2 separate regions of the Sus scrofa genome follow, and region 1 is linked to region 2. The links are chromatin contacts, called in public Hi-C maps. All regions are on one chromosome and are shown on one strand. Each heading gives the region's core, a stretch centred on a gene start, on an enhancer-like site or on the middle of the called end of the contact. The rest is flanking DNA. Distances are from core to core; before and after follow the strand shown. Region 1 overlaps ATF6 (cyclic AMP-dependent transcription factor ATF-6 alpha). Region 2 overlaps OLFML2B (olfactomedin-like protein 2B).

Region 1 (6,664 bases), core at 3,669-6,168, 230 kb before region 2:
AAGGTGATATTATACTAACATACAGATTTAAGTATATGTCTTCCATTTATTTGGGAGTGAGGAGAGAGGAAGAAGGGACATATAGGAAAGGCATTTTACAGTTAATTGATACATGTATCAGAAGTAAATATTTTGCTCTTGAAAAAGAACCTATATGGGAAAAGAATTGAAAAACGAATGGATATATATATACAACTATAACTGATTTACTTTGCTATATACCTGAAACTAACACAACTTTCTAAGTCAACTATACTTCAATGAAATTTTTTAAAAAGTAATTTTTACAGGATTAAGTTCAGATTCTCTGGCTTTAAATGGAAAACCATCATGGTTCAGCTCTAGTTTAGTTTTCTAACTTTACCTTATAGTATCACTCCCTTTCTATAAATCCTTTAGTCCAACTAATTTGGCCATTGGTCCTTTAATTTTCTTGTTTTTTTCTAGTTTCTTGATGTGACATTCTGTCTGCCTAAAATAGCTTCTGTCTACTTATACATCTAAGTCCTGTACATTCATTAAGACTGTTAATGAGAGGAGTTCCTGTTGTGGCCAGTGGGTTAAGAACCCTATAGGTATTCACGTGGATGCAGGTTTGATCCCTGGCCTCTGTCAGTGGGGATCTGGTGTGTCTGCAAGATGTGGTATAGGTCGCAAATGCAGCTTGGATCTGGCATTGCTGTGGTTGTGGTGTAGGCTGGCAGCTTGAGCTCTGATTCGACTCCTAGCCTGGGAGCTTCCATATGCCACAGGTGCAGCCCTAAAAAGGCAAAAAAAAAAAAAAAAAAAAAAAAAAAAGATTCTATGAATAGTGCAGGTGAGAAATGATGAAAACTTAGAATATCAATGAAAATGAAGAGCCAGGATGGACAGTAGAGATGTTAAAAAGGATAGAATCACAGGGCTCGGTAATTAGATGATGTGAAAGGGGGATGGAGGATGAAGAGGAAGCTATCCTATCTTGGGCTTTTTGGGTAGTAGTGCTAATCATTGAAATGGAGGATAGAGGTAAAATAACTTGCTCCAGGTCATTCTCCTAGTGAAAGGTAGCGTCAGAACTTGAGCTCAGGTGGTCTGGCTCAGAGTCTATGAATTAATCATTATACTATTTTTGCCTCTAACAGAATTCAGAGATGTGGTTCTTTGATCTCAAGAATTCTATCTAATTGGGGAGTTAACAGATTTATATAAATAACACTCACTATGAGAACTGATGAATAATTATACATGCAGTGCACTTACGGAAGCTGCTATTACACCTAAAAGTAGATTGGTAGTAGTAGTAATAATAATAAATTACTATTACTACTATTATTACTGTTAATACTGGCTAACATTTGATCTTTCTATGTGCCAGATACTGTTCTAAGTGCTTAAGTGCATTATCTTTTTTTTTTTTTTTTTTGGTCTCTTCTAGGGCTGCGCCTGTGGCACATGGAGATTCCCAGGCTAGGGGTGTAATCAGAGCTGAGCTGCCATCCTACACCAGAGCCACAGCAACGCTGGATCCAAGCCACGTCTGTGACCTACACCACAGCTCATGGCAACACTGGATCCTTAACCCACTGAGCAAGGCCAGGGATCGAACCCAAAACCTCATGGTTCCTAGTTGGGTTCATTAACCACTGAACCACGATGGGAACTTCTTAAGTGCATTATCTTATTTAATCCTTGTATGAACTCTGTGAGGATAGATGCTATTATTATCATCTCCATTTTATAGATGAGAAAGTTAATACACAGAGAAATTATTTATTCAGTCACAAAGCCATACTGTTTTAGACAAAGCAGACATTCAATAAATCTTTGATAAAAAATTTGAAATCTTTGAAGATAATCGAAAGGGAAGAAACTGACTATGACAATCAGTGAGTCATAAATAGTCAAAAATATATAGCATTGAAACCATCCATAGTCCATTAAGGGAGATTTGTATGTAATGCCAAAGAGGCTTTTGAGCATGCTGAAATGGATAAACAGCCTTTTGGTATATCCTTTTTAACTGTTTCCACAATAGGAAGAGTAGTAACTATCTGTATTCAGCTGCTAACTGTTTAAGACTAGAAACAGTCCTTGTATTGCATTTTTTGGTCTGGTAAGCATCTAGCATGTCAGATTTATCAAGTCACCATCAACACATTGTAATAGAAATTTAGTTGTTTCTCCCCATTCTATCTTGAACCCAAACATGCCTAGAATATGTAGAGGATCCTTGATTTAGATGCCGAATAATTTGAGGTTAATTGGGCACTCTGGGGTGAAAGGGCTTGATGTGCATTTTTGGAGAAAAAAAGGAGCTATCAGTGGCTTGGCAGGACTTGGAGCCACGTTTGCTACACAGATCTTGCCTTGGTATTGCTCCATCTCCCTCACTTCCTGCTGCAGTTCTTTCAGCAAGGAGGTGGTGATAACCAAGTAATGGATGTTATACAGTTGGGTTATTTTTCTAAATTAATTTTAAGAAGTGTTACAAACCAAAGCCATCTGCATGTGTTATCTGCCAGTGCTTTAAATCTATAACTGGAGCTTGAAGTAGGATCTTTTTTTGAAACGACTGAATTCTTTATGTTTACTGCCGCCTCTGTTCTTTGGGATAATCCTCAAATTCGTTGAACAGTGTTTAGTTTTTTGGGATCTTTTTATCATAATTTTAAAACTCAGAATATGTGGAACATTGCATCTGATAATGCTTTTCTCAAAGTATTGGTTTAAGTCAGTGGTTCTCAACCTTTATACTGTAGACCCTGGGGTATGGGTGGTAGGACGAGTGGTAGTTTTTGGCTTTTTTGCAGGGCATCTGCAAATCTGTATTTTCTGTAGACTGAATAAATAATTAGTTTCATATGTCTTTGTATTGCTCCCTTTCAGATTTCGTTAATACGCTCCAGATTCATTACTAAATCATTACTAAATTCTTAATAGGCTTTTCTCGTTACATATTTTCTCAATCCTCAGAAACTGAAAGGACACCCATGATCTTCTTGGGTGACCATGGTATTTTTTGATATTAAAGAAGGGTCCTTATATTCAAGGTGGGAACCCTTGGTTTAAGTTTTACATTCTGAGTATGTATTTTCTCCGTACCAGATTGACTGTAGTATCTCAACAAGTGTTATTAAAAACCCTAACATTTGGTCAAATGCTATTTACTTTTTATTTTTATTTGGCTACTTGACCTAGGCAGATTTGTATCTGCTTATGAATCATTTCTGTATTTTATGTTTTTATTTCATAAAATAAATTGTTCCAAGGGAAAATCAGAAGGTGAAAATATGTAGTAGTCATTTATGCTCAAGTAAATTGTACGTATTGCAAATTATTTTTAGTTTTTTCTTACTAATTTACTAATTTACCTGGGGTAAAATGCCAATTCTAGTTTTAGTATGCTTTTTGAGGCCATCTGAAATATAAAGACTTTGACTTTATGGAAGTGGGTTTTTGTTTTTTTTTTTCTTTCTCTTTTTCTTTTCTTTTTAAGCCACATCCACAGCATGCAGAAGTACCCAGGCCAGGGATTGAACCTGTGCCACTATATTGACAATGCTGAATCCTTAACTTTTAGGCCACCAGGGAACTCCAGATGTAATTTTTTTTTTTTAGGCTAAGGCAGATGTTCTTAAGAAACAGGTGTTTTGATTTTTAGTTTTCCTTGATCCTTTGAAATGCTGAGCTAAGTTTTACATGGGTCATGTTATACCATCAGAAAGCATTAGTGAATTATTTTCCCTTAAAAAAGAGTATTAATATACTAGGTGAAATTTTAGTTGCCAGTTACTTAGTACCTTTATTTTGCTAGATGGGCTCAAGTAAATGTGGATATTAGGTGAGACTTTCAACACCTTATAAAATTGGCCAGATCTGAAAGGAAACACTCAGCAGGCAAGTAAAATTTTTAATAGACCAGTGTTATTAGTTGTATGTGCCTTCTTTAGGTTAGCGATAGTAATTCTCCTCAGGTTAGCATTAAGGAAAGATTTGTAGACCATTATGGTGGGGAGTTGATATTATCTATGTACTATTTAAAATTATAGATTTGTTCCCTATGTCAAGTGAGAATTCCTTTCAAAAGGTTTTAACATTTTTGGTATTTGTAGCCTCTTGTTCTTCCAAGTATTGAGGTACTGAATCTCTGTTCATGTATTCTTGGTGTGGATGTATTTCTGAATTCCATTAATTTAAAGTATATGATTCTGTTTTCAGTATAGTTATCCATAATAGGAAAAATACTTTTAGCACTAATACATTTCAGAGGTTAAGACTTAGAGAAATCCATGTATAACGTAAGAAATTTGATATATGTTAGTTGAAAGAGTGTGGAAATATGTTGTTAGCGACAGCTTAAAAGAGAATGAATTTTGTTGGTTTCATTAAAAATAACAACAGGAGTTTCTGGTGTGGCTCAGTGGAAATTAACCTTTGGCTAGTATCCATGATGATGCAGGTTTGATTCCTGGCCCCACTAAGTGGGTTAAGGATCCGGTTTTGCGGTGAGCTGTGGTGTAGGCTGGCAGCTGCAGCTCCAATTTGACCCTTAGCCTGAGAACTTCCATATGCCTCATCTGTGGCCCTAACCCCCCCCCCAAAAAAAAACCCCCAAAACAATAGCAGTAAAAGTCAGTATCAGTATGTGCTGCTACTGATTGTGTTTTAATTGGTGGTTTCAAATCCCTCTGTGTGATCTTACCTATTACTTTGCAGAAGAGACCTAAACGTTAAACAGCTTCCCTTGCTGCAGTAGTTAATGCACCCTCTGATTCCTTTTCATTTTTCTCTATTGCAGGTCAGACGGTGGTGCTCTCTCAGCCTACCATGGTACAACTCCAGGCACCTGGAGTTCTGCCCTCCCCTCAGCCAGTCCTTGCTGTCACTGGGGGCGCCACACAGCTACCTAATCACGTGGTGAATGTGGTCCCAGCCCCTGTGGCAAATAGCCCAGTGAATGGAAAACTTTCTGTGACTAAACCTGTGCTTCAGAGTACCATGAGAAGTGTGGGTTCAGATGTAAGTTTTGAAACTTAGTACTTTTTTAATGCCTGATTTAAAAAATGAAAACAGTACGAAACACTTTTTTGTTGCCTTGTTTTTGTTTTTGTTTTTTAAAGTTTGTCATATTGTGTCAAATGTGCTGAAATTGCCCATCCAATCTTTGGCAGAAAGTTAGGGTAAGGCTTACTATGTTAGAATCTAAATGAAAGGTTTTAAAGAGTCTTAAGTGGTTTGATGAAAAGAGAAGTATGCATATCTTCTTTAAATCCTTCTTTTGAACCTTTTCATCACATTCCTCCTAACCGTAACCCCCAACTCAATCATATACTAGTATTTTACAGGATTCTTTCATGTTTCCTGATTGAAATGTTTTTGGCAACTCCCCAGATAAGAGTCTGCAGACTGCTTTTGAGTCAGGGTTTATATTTAGCTTTTCGCTTGACTTATTGAAGGATTTTCACCACCACATAACGATGACTTGCTGCTCTTAGGAATTCTGTTTCTTAATAATTATTTAGTATTTTCCCATCTTTGCAAACCTTCAGGTCTTCTGTTGCAGGGATTTTTTTTTTTTTTTTTTTTGTAATTTATAAATCACAGAACATTTCCTAAGATCTCTCACAGGCTAAGACCAGTTACAGTACTTGCCTGCTAACTCTTGCTTTCTTTAAAAGTGATGTAAAATACCTCATGTTATGTATTAAACAGTAATTGAACATTATGGGCCTAAAGTTTAATGAATGTTAAAGTCAAATAATTAGTATAAAAGTGGATTCTCTAAAATTGTGATTGGGAAAGCAAATCCTATATGTTTTCTTTAAAATAAAAGTGTTTATTATTGGTGGTTACTATTGCTACTCTACCTTTTCTTTAGGTCTTGCAAAGTACTTTTAAAATCCTGTGAGTTATGTAAGGTTGTTTATCAGACTACTGACTGATCTGTCTACCAGAATTTATTAAGTAGCCCATTTAGTTGTGAAATTACTCTACTGTTGCATAAACACAACCAAGTAATCTCCATCAGCAGTATCGTAAAGCCCCATAATGAAAAAATATTATCTAGTGGAAGTAGAACATTAAAGTTCTACATGAATTCCCCCAGTTTATATAGATATTGAAAACAGTGCATGCCAAGACATGAATGAGGAACATTAGTTTCATATGAGAATAGGCATGGATAATTCAGGATTAATTTTGACTATTATTATGTTTATTTTGAGGACTAGAAAAGGTAAGGACAGTGCTTGTGGTGTAATAGGCACTAGTGCATAGTATGTGTTTCAGTTGATGAAATGATATGATGCTGGAATTTGCTTTAAAAAGCTATGGGGAGGTGACGAGCGCAGGATAGAGGAAACATGTTTGGCAAAATGTTGATAACACTTGAAGTTGGGTATGAAATTTCCTTTTGGGAAATTTTCTATAATAAGTCAATGAACAACAAGAACAAAAGTCTAAAAATCTTTCATATTTTCAATTAAAAAGTTGTATAGTCAATAAAGAAGTATGTTTTTCGCAGACTGAGAAAATTAAAAATGATGAGGATTTTTGCATGCAGATAGATTCTATGTCATTTCTAGTGATTGGTCTGTTCAAATTATCTGTTTCTTCCTGTCTTAGTTTTGGCAAGCTGTGTGTTTCTGGAAACTTGTTTGTTTCTTTTAAGCTTTCCAATTTG
Region 2 (6,889 bases), core at 2,417-4,916:
AGCACATTGTAAGGAAAGGCAGTAAGAACTCTGGACAATTCATTAACTGCAGAGAATTCTCAGATAACTGAGCTGACTCTGTGAGGCCGCAGCAGTAATCAAACTGCAGAAAGGGTGTGTGGTTCATGATAAGTGCACCTCCACTGGGTCCAAATGGTGACGCCCTCCCTGCCCGGCCTCTAGGGAGCGGCCCTGCTGACCCCAACTCACGATGCTCTTCGATGTCATTCTCCTCCTCAGGGTCCTTGGCTTTGTAGTAGGTGATGCCCCGAATGACGGTGGGCTTGGAGGCCGGCCGGCCCCTCAGGTGGACCTGCCGCTGTAGGGGCCGCTGTGGCTTCACCACCTCTGGTGGAGTCAGTGGCCGGGTCTGCAGGAGCTTGATGGAGTTGATTTGCTGGGACACAGTTTCTTCCTGAAGAAACCTCTCCTCATACTGCTCCTCAGAGGGGACACAAGGAAAGGTCAGGTCACTGGTCAGAGATGCAGAGGTCAGGCAGAGGCAATGCTGGAGCCAAGGCCATACTAACATCACAGCTAATCCCAAAAGCACTTCCTAAGAGCCCGGCACTGGTCTATGTGTGTTGCATATGTTAACTAATTGAATCTTCTCATCAGACCTGTGAGGCAGGAACAATTTTTAATCATTCCCATTTACAGATTAGGAAAATGAGGCACAGAGAGATTACGGAAACTGCCCAAGGACCTACAGGAGGTGAGTTTTAGAGGCAGGTTTTGAACCCAGCAGTCTGGCTCCAGAATCTGTCTCTAACCTCCATGCTATCCTTCCCAGAGAGTGAGCTGTCCTTTCAGCTCTGGCCTGGGGATGCTGGGTGAATTAGATCTGGTATCAGTTGTTGCTAGTGAGGTCCATGTGACTGGCACATGAAGGCTGAGGACTAAGACGCACCCCTCATGAGGAAGCATGACTTCTTTTACTTATGCTGTTAGAGCAAACTTCCCTGAGCCCTCCCTGATGAATCCAGAATAAAGCCCAAAGTGCTTGGCCTGGCACTGAGAACTCAAACTGACTTGACCCCCCCGCTCAGTATTCTCTTTTGGTCCACACCCATCCCCCGTGCCCTTGGTACTCCAGGTACTTGGTTGACTCCTGAACCTCTTGGCTCTCCTGAGCTGTGGGATCTTTGCTCAGGCTGTTTTCTGTCTGGAAGGCCAGTCTCTTCCCCCCATATAGCTACTTTTTGAAATCTGCCAATTTCTTAAGGCCTGGCTAAAATCTCAGGACCCCAAGGAAACACTTCCAGACTTTTTCATTAAGAGTTAATCTTTGTTTTCTAATTTTCACTTTGCATTTTGTGGCAGAGGCTTCCAAATGACTACCTAATTTCTGCGTCTCCTTATTCCTAACTTAACAAGAAACTGGCTTTGTAGGAGTGGTCATGGGAGTAAGTTCTGGCCAGTGGGATAGAAGTAGAAATTAATAGGAAAAGCTTTTTGAAAAAGTCCTGAAAAAGTAGGAATGACTCAGCTGGAAGGCATCTTTTGTACTCTTTCTCATTTCTCTGGCCAGGAGAATGTGGACAGGATGGCTGGAGCTGAGCAGCCATCTTGTGACCATCAGGGCGTTTTGAGAATGGACGTCACTAATGACATTGCAAAAACAACTACACCAGCCCTGGACCACCTGACTGCAGAGCTCTTCTACATGAAAGAACAACAAAGCCCCTTATTATTTATTTGGGCTTCTAACTCAAAGCTGAACACAACTTGTATGGATACAAGCCTGTATTTGTATTATACCACCTCTCCCAGCCTATCTTCCACAGGCTTTATTTAAGAATGTTGTCTCTAGACTCTTGCAACTGGAAGAGTAGAGACAACATCTTGTTCAGCGTTAATTCCCCTGGGTGGATGCTTCTTTACATTTGATAAACTGAATTTCTGAATCATCCAAATCCCAAGGAATCATCCTCATTTGTGACTGGCCCTGGGATTTTTGTCAAATCAAATGATGTTTTATAGTAGGTAGCCCATGACAAGGGCATCTTGATGGTACCATGAAGAGGCCTCTGTTATGGTTCTGGTCACGCAGACCACCCTGTCCTCCCCAGAGCTGCTGCCTGGGGGCTGACCTCTCGTGTATCAATGTGGCAGAGTCTCTGGGTCCTGTCTTGGGCCATTTAATTATATCCTCTCATCCAGGATCACACTTACCCACCCTTGAAAAAAAAGGGCCTGTGCACAGGGCCTGTGAGCTGGCTGTGGTCGAAGTGACAGCCACTGGACAGGGTGTCCAGGTCCTGAAGAGCAGTGGCTCCATCAGTGAGGTATGCTGGGAGTGTCGCCCAGCCCTGCTCTCATGAGGACTCTAATGGCTGAATAATGAAGGGGCCATTTTCTGTTGTCACCTAAGCCACAAAAGACCCCCTTCTCACCAGGAGAAGGTGGGTGAATTCCCTTAAATCCTTGTGAAATATACCCAGAGAGCCCACTTGGAAATAAAACCTCTGTCCCTTGATGCCCAGTGTCCTGAAGGGCTGAGAGAGGCACATATCCAGTCATATGGCTATTAAAAAGGCCCAGGACTGCCTGCTTTCACAGTCTGTGTCCTACCTTACATTAAAGCCACTGTCCTCAGCTCTGACCACGAGACTAACTCATTTGCCATCCAAAAACCTGCCTACAGCCCCAAGTCCTTGAGGCCATGGTCTGGCTAGTGCCCAGCAGACTTGGGAATCCCTCATTTCTCATAGGAAAGAGCTTCCTGGGAGGCTGACAAGAGGCCCCAGCCCTTGACTCAGACGCTGCGGGCCATTTAATTGCCAGACCCTGGTTTCCCTCTGCATTGCAAAAGCAAGTTGTCATTTCTTCGTGGCAAACCCCAGGAACTGTCTTTAATTCCAGGCTCTCAGGGACGAGCGGGAACTGCAGTTCCTTCTCCCAGCCAAGGGGATGGAGCATGACCATGAAGAGCCTCTGCCAGAGAACATATAATTTCCTTGGATTCACTGGCGACAGGATGCACTGAGCGGCAGCACCCACATCCCCCAGCCGCCGCCACCGAGCTTCCATTTCCTTTCTCTGTTAAACCGTTGTGGACTTCAACTCCTGGTGTCCTGAGGTTCCCAAGGCCACCCCGCCTCCTCCACTCTCAACCCAACCACCCCCACCCCCCCAGAGCCCCTTGCCATTCCTCCAGGCAAGGACTTTCTTGGAGAGAGGCCTCCAACAAAGTGCCATTCGCCACTCCAGAAAATCCTGACGTCATCTAGAAGAACCCTGAAAATAACAACCAAACCCAGATACCCTGTTTTTCTGCTTTTTCATCACAGAGTTCACAAAAGAGACAGATGGATGAAAAGGGAGAGAAAGATCTTAGCCTTGCCTCCTTCACCACTTCCCCTTTCCAGCCCTGTCTGGGCTCTGGCTCCACCCCCACCACCCTGGTTCGGTTGGATTGTGCTAACATCAGCAGTGCGTACATGGGGATTTTAGGAGGGAGAAGAGCTTTGCTGACCAAGGAGAAAAAGAGTTTGGTGTGTTTGATTTGGTTTGCTGTTTGCCCTTGGGAAATCTGAGCTGGGTTCCTGAACATACCACATAATGTGTCATCAAAACAACGGATGGAATTCTCATGCTCATCTGACTGGGAAACTGGAAGCCAGAGAGGGCAGGGAGCGCCTGAGTCTGCTGGCCTGCTGGGCCAGCAAAGGATGCCATGTGGGCTGCAGTAGGAGCTGCTGGGCCCTATTGAGCTGTTGAGCGGGCATCTCTAAGTTCCCTTCCAGCCCAAAAGTCCTCTGGCTCTTTGGTTTATGAGCTCAGACCTGCTCAGGAACGACCCACCAAGCAGACTAAACACATGCTCAGTAGCGGGCATGTCGAGGACACCCAAAAATGAGAATATAAATAATTTTTGAAGGAATATGATATTTCCCAAAAAACCATCAAAGTAGTCATCATGGGCTAAGCCAGAAAATTATTGGCCTTCCTTGTCCTTATTTTCTGGTTTGGAATGGTTTTATTTTTAGTTACAAATTGGGCAGGGTGCAGGCACCATACTCTCTTCAGGGCTTCTTGCCTCCAAAGTCCTAATCTGCCTGCTTTCCTGCCTTTGGAACGCATGTGCCCAAGGTTCCCCAAAGCCACAGCTGCTGCCTGCCTGGCACCAGTTTGGTGGATTTCCCTGCCCAAGAGCTCCAAGCCCACATACCTCATCTTACTTCCTCTCTTACCTCAATTCTTAATGACCCAGGCAACAAAGTCCTTCTTTGCAATGCTCCCCAGCCCATTTTCAGGACACAGCACACACAACATCAGCTCAGGAGCTCTGACTGTCCCTGTCCCAGTCCCTGCTCCACTCACACACTGCCTGCCTCCCTGAGGCTGAAGGGATTCCTCAGTGGCTCACCTGGAATGCACACTCTGCTACACACCACTGACCCTTGACCCAGGAAAAGTGAGCAAGGCCTGTCTTAACTGCTGCTATCCCATGGTTGCCAGGTACCCCTCTTGACAATATTTTATCCAGACCTGACTCGCTAATAGCGTCCACACTCTTCAAGTCCTGCTGCCAGAATTTACCTTGTTTCCTCTTCTACTTTTTGGGGGTTATCTCCCAAATTAATACCTGTTTCTCAGGCATCAATTAGGAGATAACTCAACACATTAAGAATAACACTTGTAACCATTAGCACATAAACATTAACTTAGTAACTGGAGCCAAAATAAACAGGCATCAGATGAGGAGGTATTTTTAAGCAAATCAATCCTTTGGCATCACTCGAATTACATTAGTCAGTGTTCCCATTTCATGCATTGGTGACTTTGTGTTCAGGACACAAGTGGGTGAGAAGAGACAGAGGTTTGAGGCCCCTTGCCACCACTTTCTGGCTGTGCAAGGGAGACTGTAAGCATTCCTGGATCCGTCTCCTCATCTGCAAAGTAAGGATATTGATCTCTACTCCAGCCTGCCTTCCAGAGCTGTGGAGACCACATGGGATAGTGATGAAAGCACATAGGGCATCACAAAGTCCTTTATAAATAGAGAGGAACACACAGCTTACTGTCTCCACACTGGGACACTTTTGAGCGTGAATTAATAATTATTAATAATTACACCAGGACAGCAGGTGTTAACCAGGATGGTCCCAGACAAGCCACCTGACTTATAAATGCAAGGCAAGGTCAAAAAGGCAAGAATGGGAGTTCCCTGGTAACCTAGCGGTTAAGGATCTGGTGTTGTCATTGCTGTGGCACAGGTTCGATCCCTATCTTGGGAACTTCTGTGTGGGTACAGCCAAGAAAAACAAAGAGAAGAATGGGGCCTGGGACTCAGGAGACTAGGATTTGAGTTCTGGCTTCAAGACCTACTCACTAAACCTCTCTGGGCTTCAATATTAATAAGTACAATGGGGTCAACCCCTGCCCCACCAGACCTATAGAACTGTTGTATAGATGAAAAGAGACCATGCCTATGGAAAGCCTAAAGCCTGAAAGTACTATGCACGGGTGAGAGGCTGGTAGCACACTGTCCAGGGACTGTGGGCAGAGCCCCCTGGAGGCCAGAGCTGTACCTCGGGGTGGGTGAAGGCTGCTGCCGCATCCCTCTGCAGGGCCGAGCGGATGTCCGGCATGCTGTCTAGGATGTTACTGGAGCAGTTCTCTTTGCTTCGCTTGTTCATCTCAGTTCGAATTTCTTCCATGTCCTCTTTGATTTGCTCATTTTCCTTGGTGAGGTTTTTAGACACTTCCTATGAAGAGATAAAATTTTAAGAAGAGAATCCTTTGAAGTGCCTGGAAGACATGCAGGAGGGAGCTGCCAGCTATTTCTGCTCAGAGCAGAGACACCAGACAGGCTGAGAAAGCAGCCGGAAGCAACTGGGGCCCTGGAGGGTTTCCAGCCCTGTGCTGAGGACAGGTGCTCAGTCCCAGGCAGCATTTCCCAGGGCAGCTTGGCTCCAGTATCCACTGCTAGAAATACACCCCAATACCACCACAGCTTTCCTAATAATAACACTACCATGTCCCTGGGCTACTGGGACACTTACTATTTTTGCATCCTTTGTACACAGTATGTGCTTATCCAGTGATGAGTAACATTACAAAAAAGTTTCATTCACTTACACTCCCACTCATGTGAACTAAGGCCACAATGAAAAGAAGCTTTTCTAAGCAATTTTAAAAGAGGTGGCCAAAGAAATCCACTTAATCTGCTTTTCTAATGAGCACAAACTCTTCCCCAGTACTTTCAAAAAAAAAAAAATCTCCTTTGAAAAAAGGAAATAAGTTGATTTATAATATTGTGTTAATTTAAGGTATACAGCAAAGTGATTCAGTTATACATATGTTTTTCGTATTACGTTTCATTATAGGTTATTACAAGACATTGAATATAGTTCCTTGTGCTATACAGTAAATCCTGTTGCTTATCTACTTCATGCGTAGTAGTTTGTATCTATTAACCCCATATTCCTATTTATCCTTCCCTCCCTTTCCCCCTGAGTAACCATAAATTTGTTTTCTGTCTGTGAGTTTGTTTCTGTTTTGCACGTAGATTCATTTGTATTATTTTTTTTGGTTCCACTAGAAGAGATATCATATAATATTTGTCTTTCTTTGTCTAACTTACTTCCTGAGTAGAAATTCTCTAGGTTCACCCATGTTGCTGTAAATGGCAATATTTAATTCTTTTTTATGGTTCCCCAGCACTTTAATAGCATCCTTTGCATAGGAAATTGATAGGCTGCTTTAAACTTTCCTTTTCACCCATAAAAAGTTCCCCTAAATGACCCCTACTTGGCGAATTAGCCATGGTCCAGACATAGTTCACAGCAGAAAGGACCAAAGCTACATTTCACCCAGTCAGCACTAGTGAGTCCTTCTATGTGTCTAGGGCATAGTGTGGCAGAAAGCAAGCCTCTAATTC

What was found. Hi-C and Micro-C count contacts between places; a contact is called where the count stands out from the background.
Region 1: a Hi-C map of embryonic fibroblasts shows a contact between it and region 2, with 1.6 times the contacts expected there. The contact joins two enhancer-like sites. A contact is called at or near these places in 2 of 47 Hi-C or Micro-C datasets (embryonic fibroblasts and fibroblasts).

What each region holds. Positions count from the first base shown.
Region 1 is chr4:88,775,000-88,781,663 of Sscrofa11.1, reverse strand. ATF6 (cyclic AMP-dependent transcription factor ATF-6 alpha) reads left to right here. Exons shown (of 17, transcript XM_021089515.1): 7 at 4,781-5,001. Among named protein-coding and RNA genes, the nearest start is that of ATF6, 28 kb to the left of the region's middle. Within about 2 kb of position 4,918, at least 4 of the 83 cell types and tissues checked have an H3K27ac peak or open chromatin away from gene starts, as enhancers often do. A contact at or near this core is called in embryonic fibroblasts, where this site is marked.
Region 2 is chr4:88,539,543-88,546,431 of Sscrofa11.1, reverse strand. It overlaps OLFML2B (olfactomedin-like protein 2B), which reads right to left. Exons shown (of 8, transcript XM_001924407.5): 4 at 5,538-5,714; 5 at 211-436. Among named protein-coding and RNA genes, the nearest start is that of OLFML2B, 21 kb to the right of the region's middle. Within about 2 kb of position 3,666, at least 14 of the 83 cell types and tissues checked have an H3K27ac peak or open chromatin away from gene starts, as enhancers often do. A contact at or near this core is called in embryonic fibroblasts, where this site is marked.